Linked DNA regions of Bactrocera dorsalis: region 1 is linked to region 2. A link is a contact called in public Hi-C data. All regions are on one chromosome and are shown on one strand. The core of a region is the stretch at or near the end of the contact, and the rest is flanking DNA. Distances in the headings are between cores, read along the strand shown.

Evidence for each region. Hi-C and Micro-C count contacts between places; a contact is called where the count stands out from the background.
Region 1: a Hi-C map of whole body shows a contact between it and region 2, with 4 times the contacts expected there. The contact joins the promoter of LOC105225892 here to the enhancer-like site in region 2. A contact is called at or near these places in 2 of 2 Hi-C or Micro-C datasets (both in whole body).

Annotation. Positions count from the first base shown.
Region 1 is chr4:69,184,243-69,189,928 of ASM2337382v1, reverse strand. It overlaps LOC105225892 (derlin-2), which reads right to left and starts at 3,251. Exons shown (of 5, transcript XM_011204566.4): 1 at 2,671-3,251; 2 at 2,467-2,612; 3 at 2,188-2,398; 4 at 1,878-2,041; 5 at 1,439-1,807. The coding sequence starts at 2,763. The coding sequence ends at 1,639. LOC105225895 (serine/threonine-protein kinase S6KL) reads right to left here. Exons shown (of 9, transcript XM_011204570.4): 8 at 4,159-4,491; 9 at 3,809-4,088. The coding sequence ends at 3,987. It overlaps LOC105225889 (protein phosphatase PTC7 homolog), which reads left to right. Exons shown (of 5, transcript XM_011204560.4): 5 at 1-683.
Region 2 is chr4:69,141,741-69,147,221 of ASM2337382v1, reverse strand. All of the region lies in intron 7 of LOC105225895 (serine/threonine-protein kinase S6KL), which reads right to left. It overlaps LOC105225894, which reads left to right. Exons shown (of 2, transcript XM_011204568.4): 2 at 1,971-4,583. The coding sequence starts at 1,972. The coding sequence ends at 3,240. Among protein-coding and RNA genes, the nearest start is that of LOC105225894, 11 kb to the left of the region's middle. Within about 2 kb of position 2,896, the one cell type or tissue checked has open chromatin away from gene starts, as enhancers often do.

The sequences.
Region 1 (5,686 bases), core at 2,002-4,501, 42 kb before region 2:
ATTACAGTGTTATTGTACGGCTTAGCTATGATAAATCTTAAATTAACGCGATCTTAAACTTCTCTCATTGATATGAAAATTTTATGAGAGAGAGATAAACGAAATTTACACTTTTGTGCTAATATTTATATAATTTAAATTATGTATATTTGTTGTATATGTAGGTCTGTTACGTCATTAGGCATATAGTTTGTATCCAATAATGAGACGTCCTTATCGTCAACAAACAATGTATACCCACAGAACAAATAAATTATACTTAATTAATCATAAATAGAAATTCAAAATATTATAAAAATCATGGATTTGCACTTTCAAATATTTTATTATATACATATATAACTTGATGCTGTAACAAAATGTAAATCTCAACAATAGACTTCACCAACTCATTGTATTGTGATGTGGATTCAGTGAACGGACCAAATATTTTCAAAATGTATCATCCATAATACGTTTTACATATATTTGAATTACATACGATAATATACAATTGAACGAAATAACCGAAGTATTTAAGAGCTAATGCTGATAAATTATTGTGTAGTTGTAGGATGTTACTGAAGCGAATGCATAATTGAATGAAAAAATATATTGATTACTAAATTCGAAATTGTAGTTAAATAAAAAAAAATTTGGACTGAAAATGAAATGAAAATAAAACACACAACTTGAAATAATAATATATAGTGTTTGCTTAATTCGAATTATCACTGCGTATATACAATAAAAAAACAGTAAAATATCGAAAGTTCGAAAATTACATAACCTTCAGACTAATCAAGGCTTAATATATATATTTCGTAAGATCTATCTTTGAAAACCGGGAGGCAAATTTGGCTTACAAAAACAAATCAAATTTTGAAATAACGTTAACCAGTACTTTCTGCGACCACGTGTACTACAAGCTAGTAAAGTCATATATCCAGATATTTATAAAATAACTCGTATTGAAAGAACCAAAAGATTCAAACTGACTTAATACTGCATTATACAACTATGAAAATAGATATAATTAAATTAAATGAAATCATAAACGCAATAAAGATACAAACAATTAGGCGAAATAAAAGTTTAGTGTTTTGCATTTTATAGGTAATCATTTTCAATTTTTATTTATAGGTAAAGCGAAATTCCTGCTAATATGAAAGTATTTAATTTTACACATACTGCTTCGTGCTCTAGTAAATTGAAGCGACATCAATTTCGTAAATTAAACCTGACAAATTGTCAATCTCTAGGAGCACTATTCTACACACTAAATACAACTAGGGCTTTCATTTTTATGTCTCAGAGTACATAAATACATTCTTATAAACAGATTTTTAATTTCTTTTTAGAAAATTATTAATAAAGGTATAAAATCCAAACAAACTGATTTTTAATGAATTGTCTCTTCAAAAATAAAGAAAACTAGAAGCGACATGAACATGGTGAATGATATTGATAATTTCGATTTATATTTTTAAACAGTTGATTTATTTATTGCCTTTTCACTATTTATTTACTTTTTAAATGTATATATGTATGTGCTAAGACATTTCTGCTATCCCCATTTGTTTTTTTCTTGAATGAAATATGTGTGCAATTGTCTCAGTACGTTGGATGGTAGAGGTACAAAAACAAAGTAGTTTAATTTTATCGTTGGTTAACATCGTTGGCATCACCTGCGCCGGCAGCGGCGCCGGCGTCCGCTACCTGTGCGCCTACATTTTCTGCTTCATCGGCACCCCAATGGTAACCGCCCGGTCGATCGCCTACCCATGGAGGAATGTTGTTTTCAATATGCTCGTTAAAAAGAACTTTCCTATAAATTAAATATATTATACATATATAGTTAAAATTACTTTTTGTATACGAAATAATGAATAACATACAGAAAATGCGGGGTTTTAAGGATTCTGTAACCGTTCGCTTGAAATGGGAACACATCCTCCAGGAAATAATAAATATGACCCACGCCCATTCCAACTACATCAACCCAAATAGTGTTTCCCAGTATCATTGTACAACACATTAGGACCCATGGCAAGTAAGGCGCCTGAAAGCGGAATATATTATTTTAAATCCTCTTTATCAATCAATTTATAGATAAGCATATATAAAAAAATTTATGTCGCAAAGGCACTTGCGTTGTTAAGTACTTTGCATTTTTGATTTTTCTTTTATTTAATTGAATTTACTTACTTGAAAGTTTAGTACGCCAAAGAAACTCATACGCACAAAAGGATTTCGTCGGGACCACACATAAACCAACATTAATGTGAACGCTTGTCCCAGAAACAGTAAGTTCACGAAGAGACCGAAGAAGATCATTAATCCACCACCGAAGAGAAACATCATGACGAAATCTGCTGTGCGATCGCGGAAGAAGCTCTCTTCCAGCATCCGGCAATAACTTGAATGTGAGCGTAAATGTATTTACATACAATACGAAAATTAGAATCGTAAAATTTACAAACATACCGATATGTGAAAACCATATTAAAAAAGAAACTTATGCCCACTGAACCGAAGAATAGGAATGTTGTGGCAAGTCGCCAAACTTGTAGTTTCCAAAGTATGAGCGTAGGATTGAAATATAGTTGTAGTGGAGACACCAGATCCAAATGCTAAAAATTGACGGTTGTTATATGGAATCACTAAATATATATATTATCACAAATTTACCACAGCTACAGTCGTCAGTACACATGCTGTTGTATATATGCGAGTCACGGTCGGTATTTCCATATAGAATCTAACCAATGATTGAAATGCCATATCGACTATAGCTTTTGCTAGTTACTCCGGCTCCGTAAAAATCGTTCAACTTATAATAGTGCTAAGAAATAGTAAATGAAGATGACACCAGTTGCAGTTGTTAGTATTCCCTCGCTGGTGTTACTTCAATTTAAGTGTTTTTATTATGGCGTTTCTGATTTTCGTACTATTGTATTATAACGATTGCTTTCGTTGCAAAGGTCAAAGCTTGGCTTATTGGCGCTAAGCAATTCCAGCGGCTACACTTCTATTCCAAACTAAATATGCACCAAATAAAGGCAACGCCTGCGCCAGCGCCAGGAAATCGCTAACATTCGCTTCCTGCTGCTGTGCCTTGCTATCAGTCTAATCTGTTTTGTGACGTGTATTTTTGGGTACAATTTTTAATTATAACCACTATCGCACCTAATGTAGCTCATTTGCAAACAGAATAAGCGAAAATGAAAACATCGTCGGCCGCACAACGAAAAAAAAACTTACGTTGACATTTGCTTTTGCAGTGTATTTTGTATATTTTTTTAATGATGTCAGATTTTACTTTGCAGCTGACATTCGAACAGTGGATTGTTGTTGAGACATTTGTGAGGAATTTTTCAAGTCATATTGTGATCATATTGCACACATCCGGCAAATAATGCAAATTTTACTCTAATGAATTGTATCCTGCGCTAATGGCGTTGGACTTTCTTTACATACATACAACATACTTATGAAATTAACAATAAACGTCTCCCCACAAAATCAAAGAGAAAATCCAACTTCTCAATTACTGGCTTAACTTTTGTTTAAAGATTTTCGTTCTCTGGTTAGGGTTTAGATATGACAAATTCGTATAAACTGCGTTACCGTCATTTGGCTAATAACGTAGTGCAATTATTATTTTTAAATGACAGTATTTACGCGGAAATTATTAGAGAAATATTTTAATGCAAAAAGTCAGCCAAGAGTTTTATTGGAGCATCGAGCGTATATAAAGCATTTTTCATATTTGTCAAAAACTCTTAGTTATGTTAATGTTTGGAGCTTTCTCAATTAATAACTACTATTGACGGTTTATTTAAATATATTTATAGTATATGACACATATTGGAAAAATAAAGGCGTTAATACATTTTAGATCTCCTTAGGTTTTCTTATACGAATCTTTCTATTCGATACATGGTAAAAACTCATGTGTACGTTTTAATTTGAACTTAGAAGTTGTACATTAATTTGCATGATAGTTAGAATTTGTAAAATTGTTTTTCTGCCCAAGAGTTGTCATCTTCTGGGTCTTGTGTGAAGGCAGCAATATCATCAGGACTTATCATATCAATAGGACGGAGCTGAAAGAAAAAGTTATAATGTTTATTTGGTATTTCCAGTAAATTATGTATGTATTTATCATCAACTTACATTGAGCAAATATTCGGAATAAATTTTGAAATTCTTGTAAAGTGCAATTTTTTGTAGTGACAAAACTGAACGCAAACGCTGTTTTGGCTCGACTTCTAACAGCCTCTTTAGTACATCCTTAGCCTCGTGTGGAAGTTCTTCAATTTCGGGTGGCAGAAAGTTTTGTGTAGCAATTATTTGTGGTTTCCGCCCATTCACAACGGTTTCCGGGGCTGTAATACTAACGTCCTGCTTTGAAATTGATGTTGTTGGAAGTGTGACACGATCAACACTATCCCTTTTTGAATAGGCTGCAGGCAGGGCAATTTCCAAGAATGTTCGAATATCAGGGCTCTATAAAAATAAGCAAGTACAAATGTATATAAAAATATATGGCATATCATTGAGCAAATTTGTTTAGATAGTAGATCAAAATTGATAATTCACTTAATTTTTAATAATTTAAAATTCGTTTCTTATTCGCAAAACAATAAGAAACCTTAATCTTAATATTTAAATCAGAGTTGTAGCTACTTGAATTAGCACACTTCAAGATTTATCTCTCACTAAATCGTAAAAAATCGTCAGGAGAAATTTTAAAATAATAAAAATGTTAATTTCGCCTACACGGAAGCTATAATACCCTGCACAGCTGCATTTTTATATAGCTTAAAGGATGTAAACAGATTTTCTTCTCGATCTTGATCAGTCAACTTGAATGACAGCCCTATGCTACATATTAACGCAAGTATATTTGCCAACATTTCCTTCTGATGTAACAAACTTCCTGCAAACTTAATTTATACTATTTGGGGTATAAAAATATAAGCAAGAGAAATACGTATAACACGAGTAGCTATAAAAACGACGATAAAAATAATAAAAATAAAGGCGTGCGATATTTACGCGTCGCAAATGTGAATCATTCGAATAGTAAAAGTCACGCTTTGTTATAAATAATTTAAAACCCTACCTTATGTTTATATATGAATGTGTGTTTATGCGGGGAAAGGTGTGCGGAGTCTGGTTTATGATCAAGCTAAGGTTAATCGCAACAATTTGCATACACATACGTACACACATACATATGTACAATAATAATACATAAAACGTATACGATATGTACGTACATACGTATTTAACGCTTTTGGCGGCTGCTAGCTGGCGTTATTTGCGCTAGTGATAATGCATGCAAATTAAGTTGAATTAACGCTTGTCGGACGCCAACCAAATTAGTAATTTCTGCTTAAACATTTCATTTACATACATTTATACGTTCTATTGGCTCTCTACCTTTTCTTCGGCATATAACACAAAATATCGATATATTATATGCATACGGGCATTCGCACTAAACAGTTAATTTGCAAGTTCTGTCCTATTTTCTGAATTTCACACTTTTCGCTCTAAATTCGGTCAAAAAATGAGTTCTGTGAAATTAGAAAAATTTGCAAATATAAATAATTCATTAAGCATTTCGCAATACAATAACGTTCCGTCTAAAAGCGTTAATTTATTTGTTCATTAATACAAATTTTGACGCTCAAAA
Region 2 (5,481 bases), core at 1,647-4,146:
ATGGTATGACAGAATGTGATTGGTAGCACTGGAGATATTCGTCTGCAACTATATCTATTGACAAAATACGAAAATACTTTTTTGACTACCCAATATATTCTCGAAAATATTGCATTAGTGAAATGTTTAATCTTCCCTTAAGTTCAACAAGTGTTTATAAAACTAATTGAGTCACGTATTTTCAATAGAAACTTTGAATGTGCGATCAAATGTCAACTGATAATAATACCGAACTTTGAGTTCATTTTTTTGAAAAAAAACATATAAATATTTGGCGTGCAGAGCTGCGCTACAAACATAATAGAGTATAGATAATCAGTTTTTTCAACTTACATATAAATATATAGCGGAATATAGGTATGGAATATATATATGTATAAAGGAATGCAGTTTAATTGTTTGTGTGACACCCTCAGATAACAAAAAAATGTTTGCCGATTTCGATATTTAAAGCAACTTGGGTCTTATTTTAAACCCACGTTACTTTAAATATCGATCTTGGAAAAAGAGGTTGGCTTGTAAGCGAGTCTCAAAAAATCATTCAACTACGATAAAATCTTTCTAATTATATCCAAAAACACTTGTAACATTTTAACTACAAAAAATATGATTAATTTTATTTGTTGGTAGCATTTTGAGACGTTTCGGTAGTGATTGTTTGAAAATTCTTTAATATTTTTGATATGAAAATACTGAATTTTAAGTCGCTTACCAATAACCAAGTTTACTGAACTCGGTAAAGCGGTGAACTCCAATTGTTGCCTTACAAGCAGTAAAGTGAGTAATCTTTTAACGCTTGTTTTCAAAAGAACGCAGCTTAACTCGACGAAAGCCTTAGTTATAAGTTGAGGTTAGGTTGTAAAACCGCTGCATTCACTTCAAGTATAATCAAAGCAGAATATGACAATTGTTATCACTTACTCATATTCGTTGTTTGCTGATCAAATTATGAGCCTTTAGAGTATACGTAAACAATTAGATCATGTGATATAAATGGAACCGTCGCAGTGAAGTATAAATAAATAAGAATGGGTATGCGGTTTCGCCAGGCGAACAATGAGTAATCAAAACAACTAACTCATTTTATTTATTTACAATCTGCGACAATTAGCAACTCAAAAAGTAAGGTGTTGAATTGCAATAACTGAATTTAAGCGAAATGTGCAAGATTGTTTGCGTACCACCCACTCTCAAAGACGTCAGTTGAGTGTCATTTATAATTTCACATTCAATACAATGTAACGAAAGCTTTATTTACTAAAATCATGTATTCCCAGACATATAAATACATCCACGAATATAATGCCCGCGCCACTTAGCATCTACAATTAGCACTTACGCTGATGGGAGGAATGCTCCAGAATTATTTGTGAGCTTTTGCAAGGTAGGCGCGTTTAGCCCCCCAACCCGCTGTACGTTGAACTTGCTTATTGAATTTAGTGGTCACGGCGTTCACGCGTCCATATGATTCTCGCCTACCGCGGCCATGTGCGGCCAGCACAATGGATGCTTCGAGATTACACATGCCGGCCTACAGTTGCGCCATCGTCGTTGATTAAATTGCAAGCTTCCGTCATTTGGAGAGCGGCGCAGACAATTCAATCAAATTAAGCAGATGTACAGAGCGCAGGGCTGTTGTACAAGTCGAAATCTGTCCACTGATTTACAAATAGATCTTGTTAAAAATACAAATACGTGGCGGTCTATAGAAATGTGTGGAATATGTGTGTAAAAATACTTTGTGCAAATTCAATTGTTAGGAATTCCGCTTGTGTAATCAACATTGTATGAATTTGTGCCGCATTAATATGACCTTTCCAATTGACCAAGCCCTAGAGAGGCGCCATTTCATTTCCACTTAGGCTAGGCATAATTAAATTATACACACAGTGCAAATAAAATTAGTTTGCAGCTTAATTAAGTGGTTATGTAATAATAATTTTTCGTTTTTTGTCTTTTGTCTATTGCAGTATGAAGTTCCAATTAGTCATTCTCTCCGCCCTGCTCGTCAGCGCATTCGCTTTACCCGTACCCGATGAGGAAGTGTCACCGGTAGTACAGGCGGTGCCACAAGTTCAAGAGAAGTCCGTTGAAGTACAAAAGGTCAATGAGAAGGTTGCCGATGTGGTCAAGCCAGTCGAGGCACGTGCTGCTGAACTTCCCGCCGCCGCTGCAGCAGCGCCGGCCCTAGCCACCGAGGAGAAGAAGGACCTAAAACCCGCCGAACTCCCATTGAACGCTCCCGATGCCGAAGTCAGTCAGAGTTTGCTTGCCGAGAAGAAGGAAGAGAAGAAGGATAAACAGACACGCGCTGATGACAAAGTAGAGGAAACTAAAGCCCTACCTGTTGCTGCTGCCGCCGCCGCACCTGCTGCCGGTCTCGCTGAGGAGCCCAAGCAAGCTGAGGAAGCCCTTGTAGCTGCTGAGGAGAAAACTAATATTGAAGGCAAATCCACCATTATTGCTGAAGCCGCACCAGCCGAACAGAAGAAGGATGAACTCTCTGCCGCTGAGGAAACACCTGTGGTGAAAACTGATTCCGCTCTTGCCGCCACTGCTGATATTGCTCCTGCTGCTACTGAACTTAAGAAGGAGGAAACTCCAGCACGTCAAGAACGCGTTGGCGAAGCTGTAAATGAGGTTGATGCCAACGTTGTGCCTGCTGCTTCCGTTGTTGCTGAAGTAGCGCCAGCAGTAAAGAGTTTGTTAGCTGAAGAAGCCGCCCCTGCTGCTGCCCCCGTTGCCGCTACACCCGTTCTCACCACCGATGCTGCACTTGAACAGCCTGCCGAGCCTGAGAAACAACTACCAGAAGCACCCAAAGAGCTGCTCAAATCGGCTGCATCCGAACCAATTGCTGAGAAGGTCGAACCAGCGGCGCTAGCACCAGCCGGTGATATTCCACTACAAGCCAGCGAAGAGAGCGCAGCCAAGGCCTTGAAGGTTGAGGAACCAGCACAAGCAGCTCCAGTTGCCGCTGCTGCCGCACCAGAAGCTAAGAAAATTGAAGAACCCGCCGCCGCTGCTCCCGCACCAGCTGAGCTACCACAGCAACAACAGAAAGAACTCACACCAGAGGTAAAGGAAAGTGAACCCAAGACATTGGAGGAGAAGAAACCTGCTGCCGAGGCTGAGAAATTGAGTGAGAGCAAGAAATCTAAAGACTCCAACTCGTCATCCAATTCGTCTGAATCCGAATCTAAGGAAAGCAGCGAATCCAAGGAGGAGAAATCTGACTAGAAGTCTATATGCATCCGATCGAATACCTCCTTTCACAAAAAAAAAACAGCAAAAATTCAAAAACAAAAACAACAATTTGACCACACTTCAAACAGCAAACAATTGGGTATGAAGTTCTGCAAAAACACAAACTGACCGATGTTACGTGGTCACAAACTCAACGCTCTTAATAATATATAGTTAGTTATTTTTAGTTGTAAAAACTATTTAGAAAGAAACGAAATCAACAAAACGGACAAAACGAGGGACCGAAAGAATTAATATTTGCAAGATAAAGGCAATGAACCATTCGTATGACGTAGGCAGTGTAAAGAGAACCATGAAAGTTATTATGAAACAGTATACAAGAAAGTGTGCCGATAACGGTCGGGAGAATTGAAACAAGTGCTTTGTAGATTGCAACATCAACCGCCATGACAGTCTAGTTCTCACCACACAGAGAGCCAGAGGTCTTCTACTTCTAATTACCGAGCATTGGAATACACTCGCTGCACTTGAGCGGAAACAAACAAGGACAAACCAAGTAGATGGCATACAAGCAATAATACTTACACAAGTAATTATGATATATCATAAATTATATACATAAAACAAAAGTAATTTAAGCTTAATTAAATTAAAAAAATACAAGTAAATCCACAAAATGCTGTAAGGTGAAGTTCAAACGAGGGAATATTTAATTTTAATATATATGAGTATGTACGAGTAATTATTGCCGATGGATATAAGAGGAACGCAATCATTACGAAAGATGCACAACTACTTTTAAGTTCTAGAACCACTACGTAACGGTAGACGGGTAGACCCACAATGTATTTGTAGCTTTTAATCTAAGCAGTCCACAATTGAAAAAGCTCGACATCAGTAACGTCCGCCTTGAAAGCAAAAGCAAAAAAGCAACAAATGCAGCCCGCACAATAAAACGATAGATATTATTTTAATGCATTCGAAGACAAAGCAAAAGCAAAAGCAAACACCAACCTACGTTAGATAATACCTACATACCATGGACCAATTACGTTTAATTTTATAAATTATATGTATGCGTATGCTTAATGTTTATGAAAACTCTGCTGGCACTTGCAATTCAAGTTTTTTAGGTCTCTGAGCGATCCATGCGCATTTATGGCTGCTGTGACTTTCAATTACATTTCGATCGCATACGCATTTTAGTAATTGAAATGCAGTTGAGTGGCGCACAATGCGTGTGCGCGTGGATACGAACAAATTACGATGATTACATAACACCTATATACCATACATGCATATGAACAAAATGTATTTGTACGATTTTTATATAGACTGACAATTTTTGGATAAAAAATAAAAAATAATAAAAAATACGAATTGGTCTTTTAATCAATTTCCAACACTTCTCTCACTTTAGCAATGTGTTGCAAAGAGAGTACGTATAATAGTTCACGTAACGGTTGTTTGTAGGAGCATAACATAATGCAGCTAGACATAAAACGGTACATGTAAGTATATGAAAATATGCACAAACACGATAAGTATTTATGCACATATGACTGTCTGCCTAGGTAATGGATAGCTTTGAAAACACTTTGAGATATCTTAATGAAGACCTGAAAGCAACTTCATTGGAGCTCTAGATAGATTCGCGTCCAAAAAGACTTAATAGTTGGAGCTCTGTCATGTCCATAAAATAACAAAGGATATGGAATGAAAGAGGAAATGTGGTAATGACAATGTAAAATCCAGGAGAAAAGTGCGATCTGTCAATACGAGTACTATTTTAACGCGGATTCTTCAAAGACGGAGGACACATCTTCAACAATGAATTAAACAGCAACAGGCCGAAATCAAATGTCAAAGCTTTCCAAACACAGTGAATTTTTAAATTCTTGTAATTGAACACAACAGGAAGTCTACTCTAGAAGTTCTCAAACGTGTGTAGAACGACTTAAAATGAGAAATGTCTATATTCACAATTGAGCAGAATTCTGTTAGTGCATAAATTGAAATTTCAGTATGATGCTAAAAACCTTAGATTGTTAGACTACAGATTTGAAGTCATTTTTCAAATCCATAATTTTATGAAGGACCAAATATCAACTAAACGAAGGATAAATAATGTACATTGCAGTTTCAGACTTTAATGACAGAATGAGAGTAGTTTCCGAAAGTTTCCGAAGTGAAACCTGAAAAACGAAACTACATAGACAAAAATTAATATCAGAGTCTATACTTATCAGAGGTTTGTTCTATCTAAAAAGCAAA